Regions from separate parts of the Zea mays genome. Here region 2 is linked to region 1. Evidence: chromatin contacts called from public Hi-C data. All regions are on one chromosome and are shown on one strand. Each heading gives the region's core, a stretch centred on a gene start, on an enhancer-like site or on the middle of the called end of the contact. The rest is flanking DNA. Distances are from core to core; before and after follow the strand shown.

What was found. A called contact is a pair of places that touch in the nucleus more often than the background predicts.
Region 2: a contact with region 1 is called in a Hi-C map of leaf, with 3 times the contacts expected there. The contact joins two enhancer-like sites. A contact is called at or near these places in 6 of 25 Hi-C or Micro-C datasets (bundle sheath, ear, leaf and 1 more).

Annotation. Positions count from the first base shown.
Region 1 is chr1:119,485,637-119,493,055 of Zm-B73-REFERENCE-NAM-5.0, forward strand. It overlaps LOC103638195 (alpha-mannosidase), which reads right to left. Exons shown (of 29, transcript XM_008661190.4): 19 at 6,742-6,813; 20 at 6,600-6,647; 21 at 6,354-6,473; 22 at 6,065-6,130; 23 at 5,316-5,428; 24 at 5,136-5,220; 25 at 4,943-5,053; 26 at 4,766-4,861; 27 at 4,622-4,669; 28 at 4,464-4,532; 29 at 3,551-3,959. The coding sequence ends at 3,771. Among protein-coding and RNA genes, the nearest start is that of LOC103638195, 13 kb to the right of the region's middle. Within about 2 kb of position 3,860, at least 6 of the 20 cell types and tissues checked have an H3K27ac peak or open chromatin away from gene starts, as enhancers often do. A contact at or near this core is called in leaf, where this site is marked.
Region 2 is chr1:119,940,852-119,948,270 of Zm-B73-REFERENCE-NAM-5.0, forward strand. No RefSeq gene overlaps it. Among protein-coding and RNA genes, the nearest start is that of LOC100382157, 89 kb to the left of the region's middle. Within about 2 kb of position 4,935, at least 5 of the 20 cell types and tissues checked have an H3K27ac peak or open chromatin away from gene starts, as enhancers often do. A contact at or near this core is called in leaf, where this site is marked.

The DNA.
Region 1 (7,419 bases), core at 2,610-5,109:
ACCCCAATCCTTAGGATAACTAATAATATGCTAGTATGAATCTAGGAAAAATATAAGTTCTGTTGTTTGACATTTTTCAAATAACAAGTTAGTTATAAGTACATTTTTGACATTAAACTTTAAAAAAATCACAACTAAATACCCAGTGGGTCTTTTTCTGTAATTTTTGGCACAGAGACCTATTATCACCCATGAATCTTAGCAAAAAAATAAGTTTTAGTCTAGAAACCTCACCTAAATCAGAGCTATAGTGTAAAGTGCCCTATTACCCTTACTTTTGTTATTTTTGCACAAGGACTATCTGAATTAATTCCAACCTCAAAATTTTAGAATAAACCACAGAGGTCAATGTTTACCCACTATAATTTTTGTAACATTTTTGGAAAACTCTAAATTGCCATGGTAGTTCAAAAGCACTCAATATGAAGCATAATAGAAAGTAAAATGAGAATTTTGGGAGAAATTAATAATGTACAAATAAATCCTCCTAAGAGTCCCATAGAACATAAAGGAAGTGATTGAAGGTTTTAAGTTCATTCAAGACCCTAAAATGAGTGGATGAAACCCTTAAAACGCCAGCCGACAAAGAAAACCCTAGTGTACCCACTGTTTTAATACTATTTCACCATACGTAGTATTTACCAATTTGGCATATCATTAATATATATGTACCTTATTCATTGCATTCGATAGAATGCAATCTCGCTGATGGAGAGTACATCCTCGTTCCGGAGCAAGGAGTTGCTCAGGAGGTAGTCCAGGAGCTAGCACCAGAGTCTGCCATCGAGGATCTGCCTGCCCCAGCTTTGGAAGGCAAGCCCCAGTTTTATGCATAACCATTATATATGCTACTTTACTGCACTTAATGTTTGTAGGCTTGTACTGTGCACTTAAGTGTAGGAGTTGACTGAAACCTTAGTTTCATGAACTCAGGATTCCTTTTGAGATGGATACTAGTATGCTAGGTCGAGTAGCTGCTTTACTAATTAGGGACCGCGGTAGAAGTCGAGTGATTTTTCTAGCATTCGCACGAGGTCAGGAATTGGTTGTATCCATTTTTATATCGTAATGATGATGGTCTGTGGATAACGGTCCATGGGGATGTGTTGTCTACGAGACGGAAATTGGAATAAGGATTAAGGTGTGGTACCGTGTGTCAAGCGTTTGAATGTACTAAGCACATGCCGAGAAATATAGTAAATCGGTAAGCCTAGTACCTGAGTGAACCTGCCCGCAGACTTTGCCCCTCACGCGACCTGAGACGTGGTCTCCCATTCCGGTTATGGTGGGTACAAGTGCGGTCACTACACGACGGCAGTCGGAGTCAGTGAGGCATTGTACTCCAAGGCGCTGAGCCCTGATCTGTTGACGGGAAATCGATGGGGACGGTTGATATGTGTGGGGACGGAGTGCCTCGCCACGTCGTGTGTTTAGGTTTACCTTGCAAGGTTTAGAAACTCGATTCGAATCGTCTGCTTCTCGCAGCTAATGAGACTGCTTGATCCATGCTGCTACATTGAGTAATAAGTGGAAATGTGTTGATTGGCAAAAGATGTTGATTGCTAAAATGCTTGATACCATGTATGATTAGCTAGGTACATATTTAGTCTTAAGAGAATCACACTAAAACTTGAAAAGCTAAACTTGATTTTAGACTCAGCTAGTGCTTTTGGCAAACCAACCCCTCAGCCAAACAACTGCATGTCTAGAGGTAGAGGAGTAGACTCCCCACACCGGGTAAGTCTAGCTGAGTATTAGTATACTCAGCCTTGCTTGTGGCATAATTTTTTTACAGGTTCTCTGGAGGATATGGTTGCTGGAGTGACTTGGGCGTCCATCTTGCCACCGGGTTAGACAATCGAGTGGGACCCTAACTCAGCAGGGGAGGAGCATGAGGAGTGATGGGCCAGGCTTCCCCATCCCTCCGGTTATTTATCGTTAGTTAACTTCCACTGCATTTCGAACAATGGTCATTAATTTTGCAAAACTCCAATGATGTTGTAATAACCTTAAGCACTTCCTTAGTGTATGGTTTTATGCTTTATTGTATTTGATCTATGCCTCACCTTCGAGTGAGTACGTGGTACTTGATCCTGTTAGTGGCCTTGTCGGACTAGATCCGAGGGACTGACGTCTTATTCCCATTTAAGTATGGTCTAGCCTCTAAGGTGGGACTTAAGCACTTAAGTTGGAATAATTCGGGTAGTTCCACCACACCGCATCGGGGAGGAGAGGTCCTAGGCTTTGTCTTGGGATCGGCAGGCCACCCAATACGCCTCTAGTCGACGTAGAGCCGAAGAGATGTGAAGATTTGAGGTAGAGAAAGGCTAAACCAAAACTACTCCTAATGCATAAGATAAAAACGAAATATATATTGTTGATTATTGATTCGATTGTTTCCCTCCAATTGTCGTAGTCCTCCATATATATATATATATATATATATATATATATATATATATATATATATATATATATATATATATATATATATATATATATATATATATATATATATATATATATATATATATATATATATATCCCAAGCTAATTCTGCGGTTTTAGCTAGCAAAACTCACAAAAAACTCGAAACCCTAACTGATTCTGCGCGCGCACGAACCATCCGGCCTGGGGGTCGGACCGTCCGCTGCCTGTTTTGGTGCCCAATGGACTGTTAGGCACATTTTCCTTTCACCTTTAAAGTTGTAGGGAACATGACTCTTGATGCTATTGTTAGATCCAAATTGATCTCCACGAGAGCCCTATCCACTAGATTTAAAACACAACATTTTATACTTTTGGTCTGAGTAGTACGAGGGATGATGGTATCGATTTAAAACACAACATTATATATATCCCAAGCTAATTCTGCGGTTTTAGCTAGCAAAACTCACAAAAAACTCGGAACCCTAACTGATTCTGCGCGCGCACGAACCATCCGGCCTGGGGGTCGGACCGTCCGCTGCCTGTTTTGGTGCCCAATGGACTGTTAGGCACATTTTCCTTTCACCTTTAAAGTTGTAGGGAACATGACTCTTGATGCTATTGTTAGATCCAAATTGATCTCCACGAGAGCCCTATCCACTAGATTTAAAACACAACATTTTATACTTTTGGTCTGAGTAGTACGAGGGATGATGGTATCGATATTCCCTCACCTTCACGCTTTAGGGATTTGTTCTAAAGTGCACATCGAATATTCAAGTGCCAATTACAATTACTAAATATAATCTAATTACAAAACTAAAGACTAAATGATAAAAGAAAATTTTTTAAGCCTATTTCATTTATGATTAGTAAATGTTTATTATAGCATTACATGGTCGAATATTGATTAATTAGGTTTAATAGATTTATCTTATTATTTAGTCCTTATATATGTAGTTGATTTTATAATTAAACTATATTTAGTATTTTTAAATAATATCTAAACATTATAACTAAAAAAAACCAAACAAACCATTGATAGATGGATCAGGACGCGTGCTAATGGGCTCAAACCAGACCCGAGATCAGCCCAATCAGCCCAACAGATAACGGTATCCGCTAGGAAGAAATACCCGCTTTACACAATGAAAAGCACCACAACCGTTCCTTTTTTTTTTCCCGACATGTAGCTATTATTACATGAACAAACTTGGTGTGGGTGTGCACCTCCATTGCCCAAGTATTTGATCCTATTTGAACTAAGATTTGGGCACGTTAATGAAAAGGTAGAAATTACTCTATGGACTATTGTTTGTTTACAAACAAAAGAACAACTGCCACTAAAATTTCAGCAAGAAGGTGCGTATCTCCATGGGTCCTAGTTCAACGACTAGAGCCCTACTGTCAACTGGGCCACCTTTTACTGCGGCAGGACCAGTTTCAGTGTTCCCAATGACCCTCCAGCTGAGCTTCTTCATGTCTGACTTCTTTTGGTTCGCGGAGAGGCTAGTCTCCGTCAATTCCTTGATCTGCACATACATTTGATTTGAACGTCACTAACATTTAATTGGAATAGAACGTCCAAGTTATAAAAATCTATCAGCCCCGTTTGTTTGGTTGGAATTCAATTCCATTTTGATAATTATAATTTAGACAAAACTAATTAAGTTCATATATTTATATACGTAATATATTTGTATATTATCGTAAATCATATGAAAGAGATAGTTATATAATACATTTATGTTATAGCGAATCAAGTAGACGATTATGCTATAAGTTGTACATCGGAAAAATAACATGTAAATCTATAAAATTAATTTTCATCTCTTATCACAGGAATTTGAGATAGGCTTATATGATAACTTTTAAAAGTGGTGAAATGTTATATTCTAAAAGAATAGCATATTCTATTAATAAAATTTCAATTCCTCAAAATAAAAGAAAACAAATAGGACCTCAGAGTTATTTGGGGACACCTTCATTTTTTGTTTTCTTTCAAATATATGAGCTGCAGCAAGTTCTCTACTTACAGTTCTCTTTCCGAACACCTTTTTCAGATCAACCTTTGCCACCTTGGAATATCTCGGGTCCTCAGCAGCCTACAGACCCGGCAAATATTGACTAGTATCGATGATTCATTATCAAGGAGAGGAAAAATAACAAAATTTTAAATAAACTACAAACATACTTGAAAGAGATGGGCCAAGCGGAGTAGTGTGGTACCATCATCTAGATTCTGAAATGTTGAGACGAACAGGTAAATTTGTAACGGAAAATATACAAGTAATCGGATGCAAAGTAATGGGAAGGAGGAGAACAGGTACAGTGATACCTGCAAAGTAACAATGGCGACATTATCAGGAAGGCTGTAGTTGGCATTCATCATACCAGCTTTGGCCACGCTGTAGGATTTCGAGCTGGTCTCATCCTGTAATTAACAAGAACAAATTGTTAACTTGGACGGCATGAAAACACAGAGCAGAAAGGTTCAGAGGGCAAGCGGATGTACCTCATGAGTGAAAGCAAGGAGAAAGGGTGAGTAGACTTGCTGGCCATATGTACGTCGCCAGTGAGCTCCATGCCCTAGCTTCTCGACATTGACGTAGTAATTGCCCCTGGCCTGTGGTGTTTTTGGAAGGATTACGGTAGCTATCAGTGACTGGATAGCAGGATATAATAGAGACAGAACTGAATGTGTGTACCGTAAGCCCTTGGCAATCTTGATCCACGCAAACCACCTCGTCAAGTGGCTCTCCGACACCCCTGCCATCATCCTTAAGTAAACGCCTGAAATTAGTTGACAACATCTGTGGTTAGACTAGAGAGAGTTTCAGTCTGGAAGGGGATTAGTAATACTGAGCACACGCCACTTTAGCTGATACCTGTGTAGCATAATCTCTAGCTGACCATCCTGAATGCTTGATGCTCCGACAGCACGGTCCACAAGCACAGATAGCTCATATTTTTCATCTGCTACATACACTCCTAGGTTCACCTGGAGAGTCAACCTGTCAGAACACTCCTAGATTTTCGAACTACTGTCTTTCTTTACACAAAAAAGGACATATTTAACTGCGCAAAAAGATAGTAGAAACCGAATTCTATGTCTACTTGAGAAAATTTGGTCTGCTCGCCTCTAAAACTTTTTTTTGTACAGGAATGATCATAAGCCCCAAAATTTTTGGCGCAGTCCTAAACATAAATTTGAATTATTTGTCAATGTTAAAGTCACGAGTGGGCCGTCCAAAGCCCAAGCCTAGCCTAAGGTGGTCCAAATCTACTGCCTGGTGGGATTACTGGACTGGGCTTAAAAAGTCATTATAGGCCCAACGTAAATCGTCCTTTCCTTATTTATGCGTGGCTCAGTTATTATCAACTATACAGCACCAGACACCCATATAAGGGTTTGTTCGGTTAGCTCTCAATACATGTGGATTGAGTGAGATTGGATGGGTTTGAATCCCAAACAAGTTAAACTTCTTCTTCATTTTTTTCAATCTCATCCAATTCATATATATTGGAAATAACCGAACAAGGCTTAAGCAGTGCACTGTTCGCCAATAGTTCTGCTCATGGCAGAAAATATTTAACAAGGATAGTAATTTCCTGCTTATGAGGCTGCTTTCCTTACCGGATAGTAATTTCCTGCAACTGGTTGAGTTACTTGAAGATTCCAGTCCTCCCTGTAGTTTCTCACCTGCAAATGGAAGTGTGTGTGAATCTATGAATCTAAAAAACATGTCCAAATACAGACGACAAAGATGCCCTCCGTTCCAAATTACATAACAAAATCTATGACTCTAAAAAGGTTAAAATAACTTATAATTTGGAACGAAACGAACTGTACAATGGTGTGTGTTTTATAAACAAGTAAGAGCAGCAAATATCCAAAAGTATAAATTAATTATAAAGATTATTACCCTTTTGAGGAAATCCCTTCCATTGGAGTCTGTATAAAACGTACTGTTTGTGACCATATTTGCTGTCAGCCGTGTGATGACCTCCTTCCCTACATCATCATCGACAGGGATCGGCCCAATCTTTGTGACAAATGAGAGTTAGTTGATTTTGAATAGAATATGCGTCCATCACCTGGGATATTATACTGTCCCAAAATAGCGAAAATTAACCCCATTTCTTTATTTCCACTGAAAGTAGGTACTAACCGTGTATTCAACTTCAGCATGCTCCTTGTTTTTGTAGAGTCGTGTTATCTATACAAAGAAACACTAATTACATGCTCGCGCGCTTCTCAAATAAATGTTGGTATACATTAAATTACAATTTCGCTCTAACATTGCATCTGACCTGATAAATCCATGAGCTGAATTGCTGATGCACTTCGTCAACCAGTGGTCCACGGATAACTTTCAGTGGCACCTAAGAGGAATTAAAACGAATCAGTCCACGACATGGAAACGTGAATTTTGAAGTTGTAATCTGACTAGCCCACGATAATTTATAATTTAGGTCTTTTTACCAAAGACGGCCAAGGGAAGCCCGGTAGCTCTGTATATGATTTATATTGTAGCCACTCATGTTCTTTTATGGGGTGTTTGGTTTCAATAATCAATCCATTCTAGATAACATGAGATAATGCATCATGAGTTAATTTCATAAATTTAGTGGAATGAACTCATTCATCATATTATTATTCGTCATATCATTATAATCCACAAAACCAAATAAGAAAGTGAGAAATGAGAGAATGATGAACTATCTCATTTCTCTAACCAAACATGCTATTAGTTTTCTGGTGAGTCTTTTCAAGCAGGATATGTGCTTGTGTGATCTATGATCTGTGATTCTTGTTCTATAACTCCTTTCTTTCTTTAAAGAAAGGCAACTTCTACTATTTGTGTTTCAAAAAAAAAATTGTAACCACTGATCTAAAAAAAGTTTTAGTAAACTCTATTTTTTTGTAAATAAGGGCTTTGAAGTAATTGGCCCGGCCCTTATTTCATCCTCTCGTTCTTGATTCCCCTA
Region 2 (7,419 bases), core at 3,685-6,184, 460 kb after region 1:
TCCCGTTGCAACGCACGGGCACTCACCTAGTGTATATATGAAGGCTGCGATGTGGAGTATTTAGTTTTTTAGGGATTCAATACCCCATGGATGTGTATGGGTATACATACATGGGAATACTGAGAAGTGTAATGTACTTGCAACAACGCACCTACGCTCAGGTAAGAAGGTGAGTTACCATAATGAGTTGCCCTATGGTTAAAGTGTGGCAACGGCGCTATGCATGGCTTGACGCTTAATGAAGAGTTGGCCTCCATATAGAAATATATGGAGTATAAACTGTGATAAACTGTCATGTGTGAATTGCATCATGGGAAATTAGGCTGTGATGGAATTTTCTGTAGGTACACTAACCTCGAAAATGTATGTGTAGCTGACGACTAGCAAAATACCGTGAGAGTCGTAAGTATGCCATCGATATAGAACGCTATTGCCACATTATGTTGGCAAAAACTTGTGAGGATGAATAGGACGAGCATGCATCCTGATTGTTGCATTATGTTTGTCACCTATACACCCAAAATGCTTCTCTCACCTTTATTCTAATAACCGGTGATTGTAGATAATGTGGTGTAATGTTGTACTGTGAACTTCAATGAAATAGTTGTCCTCCGTTCTTTAGATAATATAGTTAGATGTTATACGAGTTTGCTCTTGCACTTGATGAGCTGATAGAAGGTTGGTAGTTTGTTTGCCTAAACTCAAAATTAGGTCATGTCCTCACCTAGGAGCCATGACCCAAATCGATGTTAATTCCCTGAAATTTTTCCCCAGTTTCCAAACGTAGATGTGTCTGAATTTCAATCGTTACTTTAGGACCAAGCTTATCTAAATAGGTGTTTAGGTGATCTTCTCGTAGAAAATAGATGTACACGAGCTTAAGAAAAGGATCTCGAGTACGTGTTCTTTTCGTTTAATACATGACTCTTCAGTCGTCATGTTTTCCTCCTAAGCTTTGCCCTGTTTTGGTTGGTGCAAGCTGCTATTCCTATTCCATTTTGCCTCTCCTTGAGGACCACATTATTGCTTTCTCAATCTAACCTAGGAAAGGAATGCCCAATCGTTTTCTTGAATTTTATGCCTTTGGTTTCTTCATATCTATCGAAGGCATACCAACTTGATCTTATGATTTTTTTCCCTTCGTATCTAATAGATACTAATCCTTGACCTTGTGATTTCTGCAATGGGCATAGAAATATGCTTGGGGCTGAAATAATAGTCTCCCATCATACTTCTTTCATCAAGTTTAGGATATGGCCATGCCTTGTTTATTCCATCGGGCCATGATCTATTTGGCTCTCTACTTGTAACCGTTTTGACAAGTAGAGTCTCTTTGTATATTGTTACCCTTGTTCAATCCATTGGTGTGGCGTGAGATTTCTTATTGGTTACATCTAGTAATGGTGTTATGACTAAAACCGATGGTGCCGCGACGAAATCGAGGGCCTCCTGTGAATGTACACACATGGTTGCGCTACTCGGCATGCGCTGGTATCATGGTTAGTAGTTGTAATCCATTATGAGACTATATCAATGTGTTATCTTGGCCCAATCTAGTTTTACCATGTGGGATTCATTATTGGTGTTGTTCGGTAATGGTGTCACGATTAATGACTTATGGCGCCGCTGCGAAACTGAGAGCCCCTTGTGAATGTACACGCAAGGTTATGCTGCTTGGTGCATGCTGGTATCAAGGTCTCTAGTCATGATCCATTATGGAACTACATTGATATATTATCTCCCGCAGATCTTTCCCTTGAAACAATTTCTATGTTGTTTGTCAAGGGATCAAGCAACATCTATTATCTCTGTTGGATCAAAAGGGCATACCACTTTTATGTGTGGTCTCTTTTCTTTTGATCTTGGTAGTGACTACTTATACAAGTTCCCTTTGCATCCTTTGTGTAAAGGTGAAGCCTTGAAGCTTTTTAGTGTTGAGAGACAACTGATTAGCTCTCAAAATGGAGATTGATTTTCCCTGCTACTGAGATGCAGGAGTTTGTTCATTCGCTCCCTTATTTAATCCAGGTATTCCCTCACCAAGTCAGTTCATCTCGCATGAAGAAATGAATGAACAACATGACCAAATGGATTTCTACCCAAATGAATGACTTTTTCCTAGCAAATATGAACTCTCAACCTTTGGCATACCGATGGTACTGAGAGGACCTGCTCAATGTCAAAAGTAGTTCAACAAGTTGGTTTTTACTAACTTGTAATTGCTTTGTTAACAAAGGTTGAGTTTAGATATCGTTTTATCGAGTTGTCTAAACTCACTTTGGTTCAAACCATCCTAAGGAAGTACCTGCAAGAATCAAGTCAAGTCGACTGGTAGCCATCTAATCATCACTCTAGTCGCGCCTCGACCGCCTCCCATGTGAGTATTCAACATGCGTGATTAGGCGGAGTCGCACTAGTGCATGATGAGGTGGGTTCATTGTGAAGCGAACATTTGTTGATAACCTTCACTGATGTTTCCTCGAGTCTCCATTATCATCATTGGACTTGGATTTTCTGGCTAGCCACGGGTCAACCATGATGTTGTTTGACATCCACACCCATCTCGTGTGCTATGGACTTCCAATGATGATTTATCAACGAATTTCTTTCGATGTGTTTTACCCAAGAGGTTGCAACTAATTATGTTTGGGTAAAGTCGCATATCTACCGCTCGCCCAACAGACTCAGATAGTACAGTGTCATCAGAAAAAAAGCAAACTGCACCCATGGAACCTTATGTGTTCTTCTGGCAGACATCGTCTCTACTGATAGACATCTCTAAATTAGCTTACGGCGATATATGTTATGTTCACTAGAGAAACAACCTCCTGAGACACTCGCCTTTGCTTGGAACTGCCTTATGCTATCGCTGATATAGATAGGAGTTACATGTCTCTCTACTCTTAAAAGGCCTTTCGCTCCGAATCTCGGGACGAGATTCTTTTAAGGGGAGGGTTTAACACCCCTGGTGTTTATCTCTCGTTCGACAGCGACTATGAAATTAAGCACGAGTTATTGGTGATAATAACAATCTCTTTGTCTTAATTTTCTATCCAGAATTTATATTATTCACATCTTTATCTATCCAGACTCTTTTCAAAATTTTCGCGAATTTCGGAATGTATTGTTTCAAGGGTTCGCAGGTTTTGTCGTTATTTAAAAATTAAGCAGATCGAGGTAATTAGAACCGAACCGAGTAAAATGCTTAATTCAGTTTTGAATCAGATTTGAAGTTTGCTGAAAATAATATCAACTAGCTGTTTTTGGGTTCTCATAACTTTTGATCTATAAACAGTTTGAAGGTGGACATTATAACAAGGTTGTAGAGCTATACTAGGGATACAAATTTGCTTAGGCAACCGGCCCCTAAAGCTATATGGAACTGGGAGAAACAACGGCCCAAAGATGCAATGTGCAGGTTTCGATTTCAGACTTAGTCTATGGCTGATTGAGACCTGAATTTCAGTGAAAAGTGTCAAGTTTGGAGCTCCTTGGTGATCAATCCATGATCTTTTAGGCTGTAGTTTCTGTAGCAAACCTAGAGACCAATGTTGGGGGAGTAATCTATAGTGAGGGACTTGCCCTTTAAAACGCTTAGGAATGAGAGAAAACACTGCACAAAGTTGTGCTGTCAAATAAAAGGAGTATTGACTATTATTCAGTGCCTAAGTCGGAAATCAATGTGTTTGGTTAAACTTTGGGGCTTTGTGGTGCTTGATCTATACGCTTTCGGACTGAATTTATTGTAGAAAGTTTGAAGACCATATGTTAGTGAACTATTTACTTCAAGTGAGTTGGGCTTGATCCCACACAAAAAGTGAAGTAAGCGTTGTCCAATATTGGACTGTCAGTTTGCAGAAACTGAATTTTATTCAGTCCAATGAAAACTGAAATTGCAGTGTTTGGTGCTCTGTTGGAGCACTTTTGTGACCTTTCCATCAGGTTGTAGACTATGGATTATATTGAAAAGTTGGAGACCAAGTATTAGTGACAAACTTTACTTAGGGGTGCTTAGCTTGGTGCTGCACAAAGTAGGGAGTAAATCTGTTCCAAAGTGCTTCCTGTCAGCTTCTTGTTTTCAGTTAACTGAAAACGACATTTAGTGGATTGGGTTCACTTTGAGCATGTGTAACTTTTATTCTGTGTAAATGCGGCTTTGGATTGTTGTGGTGACCTGGCAGTTCCATGGTTGGGGAGAAGATTTCATGTTTAGAAAACTTTCAGTTCCTAGAAAAGATCTAAGATAACTCGAGAAAATTCAGAGTTGGAAGAAAAGGAGAATGCTGCAATTTCAGTTTCTGTTCGATCCATTGAATGTTCAGAAATAGTTTGCTCTTCTCAGCATCGGGCTCCTGTAACTTCCAAATCTATGAACTTGTGGTCGATCTTCAGCACAACAAACTAGGAGAGCTATTGTTGGGGAGAAAATTTTATTAAACAATACACCTCTGAATTCGTTTGGAACTAGGAGAAATTTGTGCTTCAGTTTGTGCTGTCGGGTTTTGGATCTGAAACTGAACTATGTTCAGTTTAGGGGAGGGGCTCGGTTCTATACAATGGGCAGATTCAGAAAACTGAAGTCGAGTTTCATTGATTTCTAGCGAACTTTGGCGCTCTCCGTGTTGGATCCGTGAAGAATTCCATCATGGTTCTTATGCCAAAGTGAAAGAGCATCGATCAGTGTACAACTTTGATTAAGGCCGATTTACATGTTGCTTAGCGATTGTCAGAGAAAAATTCGTTTGAAATTGGGCTGTTAGGCCGGCTGGGAACTTAGGTTCAGTCGTCTGCTGTTGGGTGTTTTTTTCTCTAGTGGAGGATGTGTGATTCGGTTCTGGGAGCAGAGAAAAATCTTCATTTGTCTGTTTGCTCTCTGTTAAATCACCGTTGATCTTTCATCGACTGCCTCACTATGGCTTGGATCGTGCGTGGGTCTTGGTGTGGAGGCCGCGTGTCTGGGGACCAAGCAGCTGCTGGCACCAGCGAGTCTTTCCGTTGCGATAAACACAGACGCAACAAAACGTTCTTTCTCCCTCCTCCTGTTATCTTGTTCCTTCTCCCAGTGAAAAATCTTTATGTCCTCAAGCTCAAGCATACCGCCACCACCAGTCTCAGCCCAACGCTCTACCTCAACAACTCACCTCGTTGTTTACATTTTTGTTCTTTGGTCGTCGTCCATAGAAAAGAATCCCCATCGTCAGGTCGTTTATCTACTCCAAGCTGGCGTCTGTGATAGGGTGAGGCAGCCAGGCAGGTATGGTCTTTGGGCTCATGTTGTGCTGAATGGGGCAGGGTAGTTGTGGGGGGGGAAGCGCTCGTCTTATGCTTGTTGAGATTCGGCTGGGTGCAAGCAGCCAGGGCCTTGCAGCCAGAAATTGTTCGTCCTGTATGTTTGTGTGGAGAAGAAGTGGTGTGAGTAGAAAAGGAACAGCGAGGGGGTTGATGCTAATTTGTGTAGATGTTCGTTTTCTTTTTCAGATTTCTTCTAAGACCTGAAAAGTGCTAAGATATGAAATCAGTTTGTTGGGTTCACAAACATGAGTTCTCTATGTTAAAATATTTGTTCTAGGTTAACTGATACTTCTCTGTATAAGTTGTGTTAATGTTAAACATAATAATACTTCTTTAATCTATTACAATAAATCTAAAGCACCAACAATCATAAAATGTTATGAGCACCTAGCTTATGATGAATGGTTGAGTTGCTTCTATTCGTATCCTAAATTTAGGTGTCCGAAAGGGCTAAGCCTATGTTTCATTAAGTCTGTGGATGATTACCTAGCTTAGGCGTTTATAGGTCGTGTCTAGGGTTATTATTTTCTTGAGATTTGAGCAAGCCCGGTTAAACCGAACGAACATGATTATTGTGCTAGCGAGTCATAGGTATATAGGATTTACGTACGAAGTTTGTGATGCTTTTTAATCCTCTTCGGTATAATGATAATTAGTCGTGTGCTATTCCTGTCTATATGCATTCATGTGCATTATGCATTTCATTTAGGCACGATAATTAATCACGTGATGCGGAAGACGACCCAAGTCGACCCCAGGATAATGCAGAGATTGGACATCTCCGCAAGACGATGTTGTCAGTCGGATAAATCTGAAGATGGATAATCTAAACAAGTGTGAGACCAAAAGCTGATTGCCAAGTGGACGCCACCTAACAAACACTAACGTAGTGTTTATTCCAGGCAAGCCTCGGTGCATGCAACCCCTTCCTTGTGTTTTTAAATAATTTTTACACACTTTAAGTCTAGCGAAATGTGCATTAGGTTTATAGGAGTTGCTTGGAAACCCTTTGATGCATTGTCTACCTTGATATCCATACCTTTATAGATACTTCTGATGAAGTATCAAAATATGATTTACAAAAATTCTTATCCCTGCTTAGATCTTATGGATAGAGGTTGTCCTTTGCGTTAATGCCTAGCTCAGGGGTTATCTTGAGGAAGGATGGCTTCTGCCTGCAAGAATATTTTCATTGGGAGCAATGGTGGGATCTTACTGCAAAGTTCCCTATAATGCTCTTTTCATCCTAAGGAATACAAACAATCCTAAGGATGGAAGTACTTAAATCGGGACTTGGGCTAGGAACATGTGATGTTCTACCGAGGTTGATTAAGGATTATACTTAATGTAGTCTTGATGATCGAGGATCTTTTAACCGGTCACATGCCTCGTCATGGGTAAGCTTTGCCTCGGGCAGACTAATACCAGAATAAGATAGCACACAATGGGAGTGGAGAGATGGCGAGAGTAGCGTGTACCCTCCGTGGCAAGAGGCTGGACGGTGGTGTATCTGTACTCTCGGTTGGCGTGAACCTGATCTGGTCTTAAGAACCCCGATTGCAAGTTGACATATGCAAGGGTTAAGTGCTACATATGTCGTGTGATTGGAGATCCCTAGCTAGGTATTAATCGATTCGGATCGCCGTTACTTCTCGGACATGAAGACTTGGTCATTGACCTGCAATCTAAGTCATGGATGGAATCTTAATGAGAAAAAATCATGTTGGATTGATTAATGTGATGGTGAAATTAGACTAGATGCAAACAAGGTCTATTAATACTTAATCTAGCATTAAAATGTTGAAAGTAAGGACTCACTTTAGTAAGCTATTTCTGCAAAAGTCTCTAAGTTGATTCTTGCTAAAGCCTTTTCCTTGATTCCTATTTAACCAACATATCCTTGACAGTCTTTTCTTTAGTCGGGTAAGTCTTGCTTTGTACTTGCATACTTAGGGTTTTACCCATTGTTGGTGCAGGTTACGAGTCACTTGATTGTGATTGGTGTTAAGCGCCGGTGGGCACGGCCTTCTTATAAGTCTAAGTACTTCTTCTAGACTTCTTATTGAGGATGGTCACTTAAGCTAGCATATATTTCATACTTATAATAATTTTATAACATTTCAAAGT